Regions from separate parts of the Sus scrofa genome. Here region 1 is linked to region 2. The links are chromatin contacts, called in public promoter capture Hi-C maps. All regions are on one chromosome and are shown on one strand. Each heading gives the region's core, a stretch centred on a gene start, on an enhancer-like site or on the middle of the called end of the contact. The rest is flanking DNA. Distances are from core to core; before and after follow the strand shown. Region 1 holds the start of FMO4 (dimethylaniline monooxygenase [N-oxide-forming] 4). Region 2 holds the start of FMO1 (flavin containing monooxygenase 1).

Region 1 (2,700 bases), core at 34-2,533, 48 kb before region 2:
CTGATTTGGGGAGTGGCCCTATATTCCACTCCCCAAATGATAAAACCACCTCCTAATCTTTTCCAAGGGGGCCACAGTCTTTAAGGCATCAGCATGCTGTGGCTGATTTTGCCTGGCAATAAATAAAGCCATCTTTTTCTCCTTCAAGCAAAACTCCGTCTCTGCATTTCTATTAGGCAACTGTTGAGTTTGACTTTCAGCAACAAATACTGCAGGCTTGAAGGGCCAGGGGGGTGTAAGATGTGTTAAGCCCCTTGTAAACAATAAAGTGTGCTATAAAGTGTGCATAAGTTCCATTGTAGGTCAAAGGTTGCTGATATTTGCTTCCTTAATAGAAAGGAGTCCTAAGCTACTGAATTGGACTTTTGGACAACATCAAAACCCATCCCATGCCTGACAGACTATAAATTCCTACATTTTGTCATGCCTGACAAAATGTAGGAATTGTTTTTGAGACATGGAGAGACTTGGGTGATTAGGCTATTATGTAACTAGTTATGATTTATATGACAGAAATTTGATCTATTCATATTTATTATCATTCTACCAGTGTTCTTCCTTTGCTACAGTATGTCCTGCCATAACACTCGTGGAGTATTTTGTGTTTCCCAATGCCTGGCAATGCCATCTCATCCATAAAGTGAAATCAGAAGTGAGCCTGGAATGACAGAAAGTCCCACAGTTCTGTTATTCTCACCCACACCTCCTTTCTGGGTGTTTTCACCCTACAACATAACTTTGTTTCCTTACAATTCCTTTGCTTCCGGTTTTCTCCATAATTCTCTGCTTTAACCTTAATCAGGAGGCTCCTGAAGAAGAGGATCACAATAATTTTTAAGGAATGCACTCTCCAAGGAGAATATTCATCCTCTGTGAAAGCAGCTCCTGGAAAAATACCCCCATTAAAAAAAAAAAAAAAATCCAGGACACTTACCTTGTTGGCATAGAGTAGATATTCTGACAAATTATTTCTCAAAACCAATACCAAAGGTAGTGTTTGTCTTGAAAAACAATTGAAACTCCAACTCTTTGTTCTGGAAGGAAAATAAAAGAACGCCAACTATCACAAAATTGCTCTCGGTTTAAAACAAAAACCCATTCGTCTTTCCTGTCCTGCTGGTGATAGCAGAAAGTATACTCACAGAGCAAAACAAAACAGAAAAAGTTGTGTGGGACACGGCTAGATACTTCCGTGATCTCGAGGGAGGGCTAAATGACGAGTTAGAATAATGCTTTCGGATTCGAAGGCCACAAGCGACTTCTGACCCTTTTCCCCCACCCTCCGAAACGTCACAGTTCCGGCAAAGCCCTAAAGGGGAGCATAGGTTAAGTGGCCGCTCTTCTCCTCGTAGCCGTTAGAGGGCGCCAAGTCACCCCCAAACCACAGCCCCCAGGGAGAGGGGCAGTGTACTTTCTAAATTCTGACTCTTTTATTAGTCCCTTCAGTGGTCATAGGAGCGGGCCATGGGAGAAAGTCATTTGTCATGTCAGCAGTTCTTCCAAGTCTAGAGTTCCCGCACCCCAGAAGTGTGATTTCAAAATTGAGAATTTATAAGGGATTTAAGCAGTTTCGTCTTTTCAGAAAAGGTCAGCAGAGGGAGCTGGTAAAACATGTTTGAGAAAACATGAAACTAGTTTTAGATATTAACCCAGGGCACACGAAAAGGAATAATTACAGAAGCACTGGCAGTAATAGAATAGTAAGTACACAGCATCTTTTTCTCCACTGAGTGCTTGGAAGCCAGCATAAAGGACCATCTTCAGCTCATTGAACAATCATAGATGCAAATGCCCACAAGGGTCGGAGAAGAGGGCCTGATCAGATCTGACTGGAAAGCACCTGCCCACCCCCATGTATTAGGTTTAGCTAAATAGTGCTATTTGAGAGCATAAGCCCACTATTGCAAGGTTTTAAGCTCCTTTCAATAGAGACTGAAAATTCAGATTTTTATATAAAGTCTGCTGTTGGCAACATATTTTTTCTTTTGAGAAATATTAAGTCCACAGAGAAGTTGTAAGAGTTATTTTATTAATGAACACTAATGTATTCCTCACCCATTTCATCAACTAGCAACCTCTTGACACACTGACATTTTCTTTCTCTCTCTCCACCCATGTTTACACACATATGCATCTGTAGACACACATCTAAAAGTAGTCTTCAGATGGCAAGTTGCCATCCGGATATTTTAGCACATTATCTTGCAAGAAGAATGGCATTCTTCCACACAACCATATTTCAATTATGGTATATAAGAAAATCAGTATAAATTCAATAACTTACGTAACATACAGGTCATTTTCAGTTGTCCCCCAAATATTTTTATTTATTTATTTATTTATTTTTGTCTTTTTGCTATTTCTTGGGCCGCTCACGCGGCATATGGAGGTTCCCAGGCTAGGGGTCGAATCGGAGCTGTAGCCGCCAGCCTATGCCAGAGCCACAGCAACGCTGGATTCGAGCTGCGTCTGCAACCTACACCACAGCTCACGCCGGATCGTTAACCCACTGAGCAAGGGCAGGGACCGAACCCGCAACCTCATGGTTCCTAGTCGGATTCATTAACCACTGAGACACCACGGGAACTCCAATATTCTTACTGAGTGGTGTGCTAGAGCTGGCTTGTGCAGTGAGAATGTGCATCTCCTCCAACTCCAAGTTCAGTGGTAGGTTGCAATTACACACAGTAATGCTTGACA
Region 2 (2,700 bases), core at 85-2,584:
TTGATAAAAGAATAAAAGTGCACATACAAAGAATAGAAATATATAAGTTATTGGGCCTGACTACTTAATATGAAAAACTATAGTCTGGGGACTCTGTGAGAATTACAAAATAAAGAAGTCCTTGAATGTACGAAGTTTAGGAAACTCTAGATTATAGTCTTTCCTTCTGGATATATTTTTAATTGATTTTTAATTGGTAAATAAGATGGAGACCTTATCCACCAGTGTTAGGAAAATGCAAATTATCTTTATCTGAGTCTAGCAGTATATCAATTGATTAATTTCTTAACTGCTTATAGTGTGACTCACCTATGTATTTCCTAGGAAGCCATCTTCACTAGTGCATTGGAATTGCATCTAGTCTTTTCTTTGTATATTACCCATTCCTCTCTCTCTTCCCTTTTCTCTTTCTCTCTGTCTCTCTGTCCTGTGTTCTTTGTGTCTTTCTCTTTGTCTCTGTCTTTCTCACACAGAGATACACACACACACACACACACACACACACACACACACCTCAGCACACAGATCCTGGCACAGGCTGTACAATGATATGATATTCTTAATGGGCTGTGCATTTCAAGAATAAGCAGAGAGAGTAGTTGAATGGCAATTGAGGGTGAGTGAAGGTGCCCACTTAGCCCTTAGGAACAAATGAGTACCAGCCGGTAAGAAATTTGGATTAGAGCAAGGCCATTCTCTGGGATTTCTATCCTCCAGCAGTTCCCCACCAATATAAGCCTATTCCTAAACACAACCACGAAGTAAGAAAAATTCTGCCAGGCTCTGCATTCATCATACCTGTTACAAGGCTAAAGATGTTCCCTAGGCTGGAAGAGAAACTAAGAAATAACGAAGGGTAGACTAGTTTCTCCATTTGTAAATCAGATGGCATTCAACTGGATATCTACAAGAGATTTTCAAAACCCTTACAATTTATAATCTTATGAATTCAGCTGGAAGTGGGACCAGAAAAAAGATCTGACAATAGTATGCAAATCAAAACATTTTGTCATAATGCACAGAATGGAGCACTTTTAGCAACGGGAACCAAGGACAACATGCCAACATAAATTAGATTCGAAAAGAGAGGGGGTTGTCCTCTCTTTCCCAGCATGTGCCCAATGCCAATATCTGGTAGACAAACCCCCAAAGCATTGTTCGGCACCATGTTAGAAGCTATTAATGGAAACACTTGAGAAAAAAATACTGATTTTCCTTTGCATTAGGAATCCAAGTTTTATCTTCTAATTAACCACTTAGTAATCTACCCAGCAAAGTACTTACCAGTGTACACAGAAGACTTGATAATATCTGACTTTACTGTCCCCAAGCACTCAAGCATTTACTTACCACTCTCTTTGTACTTTGAGGCAGGAGTGGCTTTATAGCTCTTCCACAGACTGAGGGAGTGGCATTCTGGTGAGGTGATTCTGTCCTGAAGCTCAGTAACAAAACAGGAAAAATCTGGGCCCCACCTCCCTAATCCAAGGGAACCAGAGATTTTATCTTGTTGTTTATGTACTAGAAGTTCCTGCTGCCAAGACTTGGCCACAGTGAGGACTTGAGCCTGCAGAAATCTTATGGATGGATGATCCTGAGCCTGTGCTGGCCTAGGAGTCCCCAGTACACCAGGCTCTGCATTCATCATACCTGTTATGCCGAATTTGGAATCTAAGGTTAACCATTGTTTATACTTTAACTTGAATACTTGCAACAGCGAAATGCTAAAAGAAACACTGACTGGTGATATGCACTTTAAATTATTCTTTTCCCTGCAAAATAGAAATCATCGAGTCACAGCAGCATCTTCATTGTTTATAGATTTCATTCTTTAAAAGGGAGGGAATAAATAAAATAAGGTGATTATGACAACATCTTGTACACCAGAGATTCACTTTTAAGTGATTCGATCCACTTCCCATTTATAGAAAATCATTATTATTATTATTTTAAAATCATATATCACCCACATGATTAAGTTCAATTTTTAAAGCCTTCTTAAGTGTAGATGACTAGCCAGGCACTTGGAAATATGACAAACCTATGGGAGAAACATGACTTTGGAGTCACAAATCCTGGGTTTAAGTAATGTTTTCACAAGTTACTTTCTGAGTAATCTTGAAGAAATTACATAACTTTTTAAAGCTTAAATTTCCTCAAAGATAAGCATAATAATTCTTGCCTCAGATAGTTGTGGTGGGGATTAAATGAGATGATGCACATAGAGAGTCTTGTACATAGTAAACACTCTGCAAATAGCTGTGGTGATGATAGAAATAGCGGTGATGATGCCATTACCAGAAGAGAGAACGTGTCGTTCTGTAATATTGAAATGATTCCCACCAGCACAGAGAGTAAACTCCAGGAAAGATTGTGTAAGCCTGAAGAAGCAGGAGGAAGGTTCTGGAAGGGCAAAATTTTTTTTTCTTGATTTTTTTTTTGTCATTAGTAATGTTTCTAGAAACATGGTTGGCAAAATTAAAAAAAGGCACAAAAAGGGATTAATGATAAATGTTTACAACTTTCAGTGAAGAGTACCAAAGTATGTTTTACAAAAAAAAGCAGAGAAAAAGTTCAGTAATTCATGCACAACTTGAGCTTAAAAAAAAAAGGAACTTCTCTTCAGATAGGCCCTGAGGCTTAAGAAAATGAGTTTTCCTAATCACATGCTTCATGTAAAACAAAATGTAAAGCTGCATA

What was found. Promoter capture Hi-C pulls out the DNA fragments that hold promoters and counts their contacts.
Region 1: a contact with region 2 is called in a promoter capture Hi-C map of liver, with 2.1 times the contacts expected there. The contact joins the promoter of FMO4 here to the promoter of FMO1 in region 2. A contact is called at or near these places in 1 of 5 promoter capture datasets (liver) and 4 of 47 Hi-C or Micro-C datasets (heart right ventricle, liver and omental adipose tissue).

Annotation. Positions count from the first base shown.
Region 1 is chr9:63,907,429-63,910,128 of Sscrofa11.1, reverse strand. It overlaps FMO4 (dimethylaniline monooxygenase [N-oxide-forming] 4), which reads right to left and starts at 1,283. Exons shown (of 10, transcript XR_002335778.1): 1 at 1,143-1,283; 2 at 935-1,034.
Region 2 is chr9:63,859,874-63,862,573 of Sscrofa11.1, reverse strand. It overlaps FMO1 (flavin containing monooxygenase 1), which reads right to left and starts at 1,334. Exons shown (of 9, transcript NM_214064.1): 1 at 1,285-1,334. It also overlaps the pseudogene LOC106507839.